Linked DNA regions of Capra hircus: region 1 is linked to region 2. A link is a contact called in public Hi-C data. All regions are on one chromosome and are shown on one strand. The core of a region is the stretch at or near the end of the contact, and the rest is flanking DNA. Distances in the headings are between cores, read along the strand shown.

Region 1 (2,914 bases), core at 402-2,901, 210 kb before region 2:
CATGCTGTGAGGAAGCCCAGCAGCCCATCTGGAGGGCCCAGGTGGAGGGAGGGAGACCCTGCCCCCACCCCTGGCCCCCTTAGCTGCTCTGCCTCCCAGTTCCCAGCCCCAGTCCCTGTAAGTCACTGTCACCCTCCAGTCACAGAAGAAATTTCCATCCAGAACTGCCAAAACCACATTCTTGCTGAATTCTTGACCTACAGAAACAGTGAGAGGTACTGATGATTAAGTCACTACAGTTTTCGTTGTTGTTGTTGGAAAATTAAAATAATTTTTAAAGCCACTAAGGTTTGAGGTGATTTGTTCTACAGTGCAGTAACCTGAACAGTTACTTAATTTAAAAAAATAATTTGATGACAAAGGAAAAGATTGTCCTGCTAGAATGGGTCTAAGTGAGAATACTCCAAAGAGGAAAGCTTCTGGTGTTTTCTAGCTGACAGGGGAAGGAAGGTGGCCTGGACCAGCGCAGGAGAGGTGGTGAAAAACAGGAAGGTTCAAGACCAGTTTAGAAAAAAGTTAAACGATTGGGTCTCAGGATCGACCCGAATGTGAGGATGAGGGAAGGTGGAATGCCTGGAACCATCCCCAGGATTCTAATTTGGGGAACAGGTGGTGAGGCCGTTTACGTTGAGCCAGGGAACGTTGGAAAGGGTGGCTTCAGAAGGAGAAGGGTGTTATAGACTCCAGCTCCAAGATGACCCTTTCCAATGGGCAGTTCCCTTAACCCTGGAGAGAGAGAGAGAGAGCAGGGCTGTGCGAGCACCTTCCGTCCTGTCCGACTGTAGCCCACGAGGTTTCCAATCCATGGGATTTTCCAGGCAAGAGCACTGGAGTGGGTGGCCATTTCCGTATGCAGGGGATTTTCCCGACCCAGGGATCCAGCTGTGGTGTCTTATGTCTCCTGCATCCGCAGGCTGGTTCTTTACCGGCTGAGACACTAACCTTTCCCTTTCTCATAAAAGGCAAAGACCTTCCACTCCTCCCCTATCTTCAACTTTCACACAATCTGTATCTTGGCCATCAGAGGGCGCCAATGTTCAGGCAGTTCAGATAGACGCCACCTGGATCTATTTTACTCTCTTCTGGGGGGAAAAAAAAGGAGGGAAAAAAGTTTTGGCTTCCTCCTCTTGCCTTAGAATCACTCTCCTGAGCTACCTTGGCACCCGGAGAACCTCTGATACTTATGTCATGTGTGAGTGCATACCAGCTTATTTCATTCCCCAGAGCTAATCAGAAAAAAATCTCCCTCACCATAATTTCCCATGAGCCCATCTTACAAAGTCTGGGGACTTTTCCTTTTTTATTTTCATTGCCAGTCTTGTGCAAAAATCAATCAAGATTTTAGTACACTGACACCTCTGCGTTATACTCCCTGTGGCTCCCCCCCCACCCCCCCGTCTTTGACCTTCTCTTCTGTTGCCTGTTCTCATTTCTGTGTTTCCAGCAGGGAGCTCTGGGACTAGAAAGGTAAGAGGGTAATTCCTCCCCACCATGAGTTCGGCTACAACTGCCCTGTATGTCCCTTGAATTCTCCAAGAGGCATTAGGAGTGGGGGGCGCGGGCTCTCAGTCTTATGGAGCCCAGCCCTGTGAAGTCTACAGTTCCAGGCACCTGTGGCCTCTCATGATGGTGCGAGGACCCCACCTGTCTCCTGACCAACCCCCCACCCCCCCACCCCCGCCCTGGGACTGCTGCTCCCCTCCCAAACCTGCCTGGGATGGGGGGTGGGCAGGCAGTTAAAGGCTAGTTTCTAAGCCAGATCCTATCAGAGGGGATGGTTTTCAGAGTGTCTGGGGCTCAGGAGGAGAGCATACCAAACCCTCTCCTTGCTTTCATGAATGCCCCAACTGGAAGAGATTATTTGGCAATAGAATCTCTGCTCCTAAAAGGTACCAAGACTCTAGGAACTGTAGATTCTCTCTGGTCTGGGAAAAATTACCTCCCAGACTTATGGGCACATAGAATTCATCTCAGTCCACTCAGATCTCTGCTCCCCACCTGGCTTTCCCCACAGTCAGAACTGATTTCTGCCTCCGGGTTCTCTTATTACTTGTGCCTCAAGGATTAAAGCAATTATCCTATTTTTTTTTCTTCCCGGAACCCGAAGCTCCTTAAGGCAAGAACCACTTTTTACGCATCTCAGAATTTTCTAGAGCTGGGGTACCTAACATCCCCCCAACTATACACACACACACACACACACACACACACACACAACCTGGCTAGACAATGAGGAAGGTTTTGGATTTGTTTTTGGTTTTGTTTTTTATTGTAACCAATTCATGGTACTTTGAGGAAAACAACAATGTAGTGAAATTTTTAGGAGAAGGCAATGGCACCCCACTCCAGTACTCTTGCCTGGAAAATCCCATGGACGGAGGAGCCTGGTGGGCTGCAGTCCATGGGGTCGCTGAGAGTCGGACACGACTGAGCAACTTCACTTTTACTTTTCACTTTCATGCATTGGAGAAGGAAATGGCAGCCCACTCTAGTGTTCTTGCCTGGAGAATCCCAGGGATGGGGGAGCCTGATGGGCTGCCATCTATGGGGTCACACAGAGTCGGACACGACTGAAGTGACTTAGCAGCAGCAGCAGCAACAGTGAAATTTTTGTAAATATCTGCTGTTTATTCTAATATTTTAGTCTTTTCCCCTTTTTAAGGGATAGTGGTGGTTAAAATGTTCTTTGTGAAATAATGAGGAAAATAGCTCTTTAATTTTCTTTTATCTTGAAATCTTTACTTAGCAATATACAAAGGAGACCATCTTGTGCAGATCACCAAATCACGTGTTTTGTGGAAATATGACATTTGTGAAAATGCCATCTGATTCCAGACAGCCCTGTGCCTAAGTCAAGAAAAGGAGGAGAAAAAAGCCTCTGGGGTACTACTCACAACATTTCCCACAGTTTATT
Region 2 (2,882 bases), core at 149-2,648:
CCTGGCCCATATAATAGACAGCAGCTCGGCAAAATATGTACTGAGAAAATAAATGCATTTCCCTATATCCCCACCACCACGGACGCCCCCAAACCTCCCAACCTTCTTGTCGTCCTGCGATGGGGAGGGACTGCTCCTCCCTAAACCCCCTTCCTGTCCCTAAGCTCTTGGTGGCAGGACACTTTGGGGTCTGATTTATTTCATTAAGGCAGTAAGCTGTTATTGAGCACCTGCAGTGTGACAGCAGATGGGGAGACAGTGGAGCATAATAAATAAGGAGGCTCTGTCCTCAGGTTGGGAGGAGGAAAGGGGAGGCAGGCCAAGAAAGCTAAGTGAATACATGGTGACCCCACTCCCAGCCCCACCCTAAGAAGGTCTGGGGCATGAGGAGCCGGCTGGGTCACGGTCCCCTCCAACCCGCCCCTGTGGGGCCAAGCTGGGGCAGGCTCCAGGCCCCCCTCCCTGTCTCACTACCTCTCCTGCCTCGAACCCCCAGATCCTGCCCCAGGAGGAAGACTACGGCTTCGACATCGAGGAGAAGAACAAGGCTGTGGTGGTGAAGTCGGTCCAGAGGGGCTCGCTGGCGGAGGTGAGGCGGCTCAGAGGGGCCACCCCGGCTCCCGGGCTGCGTGCCGACAGGAGAGTGGGGCACCCTCCTCCAGCTCAGAAAGCCCGGGAATGGCAGTGGTTCCTCCTGGCTCCTTGTCCTCCTGGGGAGACTGAGTCCAGGTCTCTGGGAGCTAGTGATGGAGCCCCTGGGATCCAGGTTGCCCTCCCAGCGTGGACCACCAGCTCCCCCTGCTGGCCATGCAGGGGCCAAACGCAAAAAAACAAAACAAAACAAAACAAAACCGCACGGGGCCTCAGCTGATTATAGAAAAGCCAGCTGCGGGAACAAGGCAGGTTTGTTTTGCTGCTCCGGGATGGATACGAAGTCTGGAGGAGGGAGGCCAAGGCTTCAGCCCCAGGGCCTCTCAGCTGTTGTCAGGGGTGTGCAGATGGCTGGGAGAGAGGCGCTGGCCACTTTTTCCAGGGGGCTCTGTTTGCTTCCTTATAGCGATCAGAAAGGCGTTTGGCTGCATGTAGTAGCCGCAGGCTGGGCTTGACAGTGGCTGGAGCCCCAGGGCTTCCGTTTTCTTGTGATGTAAGCAGTTTAGAAGGAGGTGGTTATAAGTCTTGGTTCAGGGTTGACATCTCTTCACCTTTGCTGGCCAAGGCCTCGTGGTCACAAGGTGGCCACCCCAGGTCAATGCCTCGTGTCCTTGCAGAGCCAGGCAGGAAGCAGGGGTGGGCTGGAAGCTTCTTCTCAGGGAAGATGTCTTTGCCGTTAGCGGCCCCCACAGGCCTCCCTTCACAGCTCGTTGGCTGGCATGGGTCTCACCAGCCTGCCTCACTGTTTACCACAGAGGGCAGCGAGGATGCCCCGGGGGGAGTCTCACTCGGGTCCTGCTTGGTCCCTGGGGCTGGTGACTCTGCGCCCCTGAATCGAGTGGCTCCTTAGTGAGGAGGAGAGGGGGTCAGTGACCTGGTGTGCTCGTCTCCCTCGCCACCCCGCCCCCGCCCAGATGGCCGGCCTGCAGGTGGGGAGGAAGGTCTACTCCATCAACGAGGATCTGGTGTTCCTGCGGCCCCTGGCTGAGGTGGAGTCCATCCTCAACCAGTCTTTCTGCTCCCGCCGCCCGCTGCGCCTCCTGGTAGCCGCCAAGGCCAAAGAGTGAGTGTTGCCAGGGGCGGGGTGTCTGGGGGCCTTCCTCTCGGGATGAGTTGCCCGGATCCCAGGGGCGGTGGTGATGGGGGTGGGTGCCCGGCTGACCCAGGTCCCCGTGGCTGGCAGGTCCTCCCACAGGCACGTGCCAAGGTGCTGCTGGCTCTGTTCAGCTGACAGTGCTTACTGGGTGTCTGCCGTGTGCTCGCTGGTGTTTTGGGCTCGGGGGACGCAGTCCCGTCTGCATAGATCTGTTTCCTCGCAGATCTCAGTCTGTTTGGAGGCTAGAGCAGGAGACGAACAAAGTCAAAGCAGAAAAGGGAGGGACGTACCAGGAGGTAGTTGAGTGTGGACCAATGTATCGGGTTGGCCATAAACCATTTGGGTTTTTGCATTACATCTTATAGAAGAATCCAGACGAACATTTACCCAACCCATTATAAAGCTGGGACAGGTGATGGGCTGTGTGGAGGAGATGTGTGTCAGGGAGATGCCCCTGAGAACGGAGGTGAAGACCTGAAGGGGGGTGAGGGAGGGGGTCAGGGGGACATCTGGAGGAGGGGGATTGCTGGCAAGTGCAGAGGCCCCTCCAGGGGCACTGGGGCTAGTATGTTTGAGCAACAGTGAGGAAGCTGATAGGGCTGGAACAGGGTGGGCACTGAGGTCGGTCAGACAGTAGAGGCCAGGACCTGTGGGACCTGTGCCCACAGTAAGGAGCATGGAGCTACTGGAAGGTTCTGAGCGGAGGGGCGGCGTGATCTGACCCAGGTCCTGGGCAGTGCGGCATCTCTCTGGCTGCAGGTGGAGGCTAGATTGTCAGGGCGGGGGCGGAAGCAGGAAGCGTGGAGAGGAGGCTGCCAGCCGGCCCCTCCCAGCCGCGGTGAGAAGTGGTCGCGTACCAGATAGAGGCACCGGGAGGAGCGTTTTCTATTTTAAATCCTGCGCGTTTGCTTTTCGCTTCTCCCTTCTATTTAAGGCAGATGCTCCTGGTTTTCTGTTGATGGGAGTGATCGAAAGTTTTAAATAGCATTCTTTCAGTTCAGAGGCTTGTCAGTTTCGGGGACATGATTGATGGTTTGGCTGGTATGTAGAAGTGGGAGAAATCACCATGGTGGAACATGCCTGCTTCAAGTTCCAGAAATACCTGAGGTTTTAGAACAGGCTCCCAAGACGGCTT

Evidence for each region. A called contact is a pair of places that touch in the nucleus more often than the background predicts.
Region 1: a contact with region 2 is called in a Hi-C map of blood, with 6 times the contacts expected there. The contact joins two enhancer-like sites. A contact is called at or near these places in 2 of 5 Hi-C or Micro-C datasets (both in blood).

The regions. Positions count from the first base shown.
Region 1 is chr13:76,617,513-76,620,426 of ARS1.2, reverse strand. No RefSeq gene overlaps it. Among named protein-coding and RNA genes, the nearest start is that of ARFGEF2, 10 kb to the left of the region's middle. Within about 2 kb of position 1,651, at least 1 of the 5 cell types and tissues checked has an H3K27ac peak or open chromatin away from gene starts, as enhancers often do.
Region 2 is chr13:76,404,172-76,407,053 of ARS1.2, reverse strand. It overlaps PREX1 (phosphatidylinositol 3,4,5-trisphosphate-dependent Rac exchanger 1 protein), which reads left to right. Exons shown (of 40, transcript XM_018057997.1): 17 at 497-589; 18 at 1,566-1,714. Among named protein-coding and RNA genes, the nearest start is that of PREX1, 150 kb to the left of the region's middle. Within about 2 kb of position 1,398, at least 2 of the 5 cell types and tissues checked have an H3K27ac peak or open chromatin away from gene starts, as enhancers often do.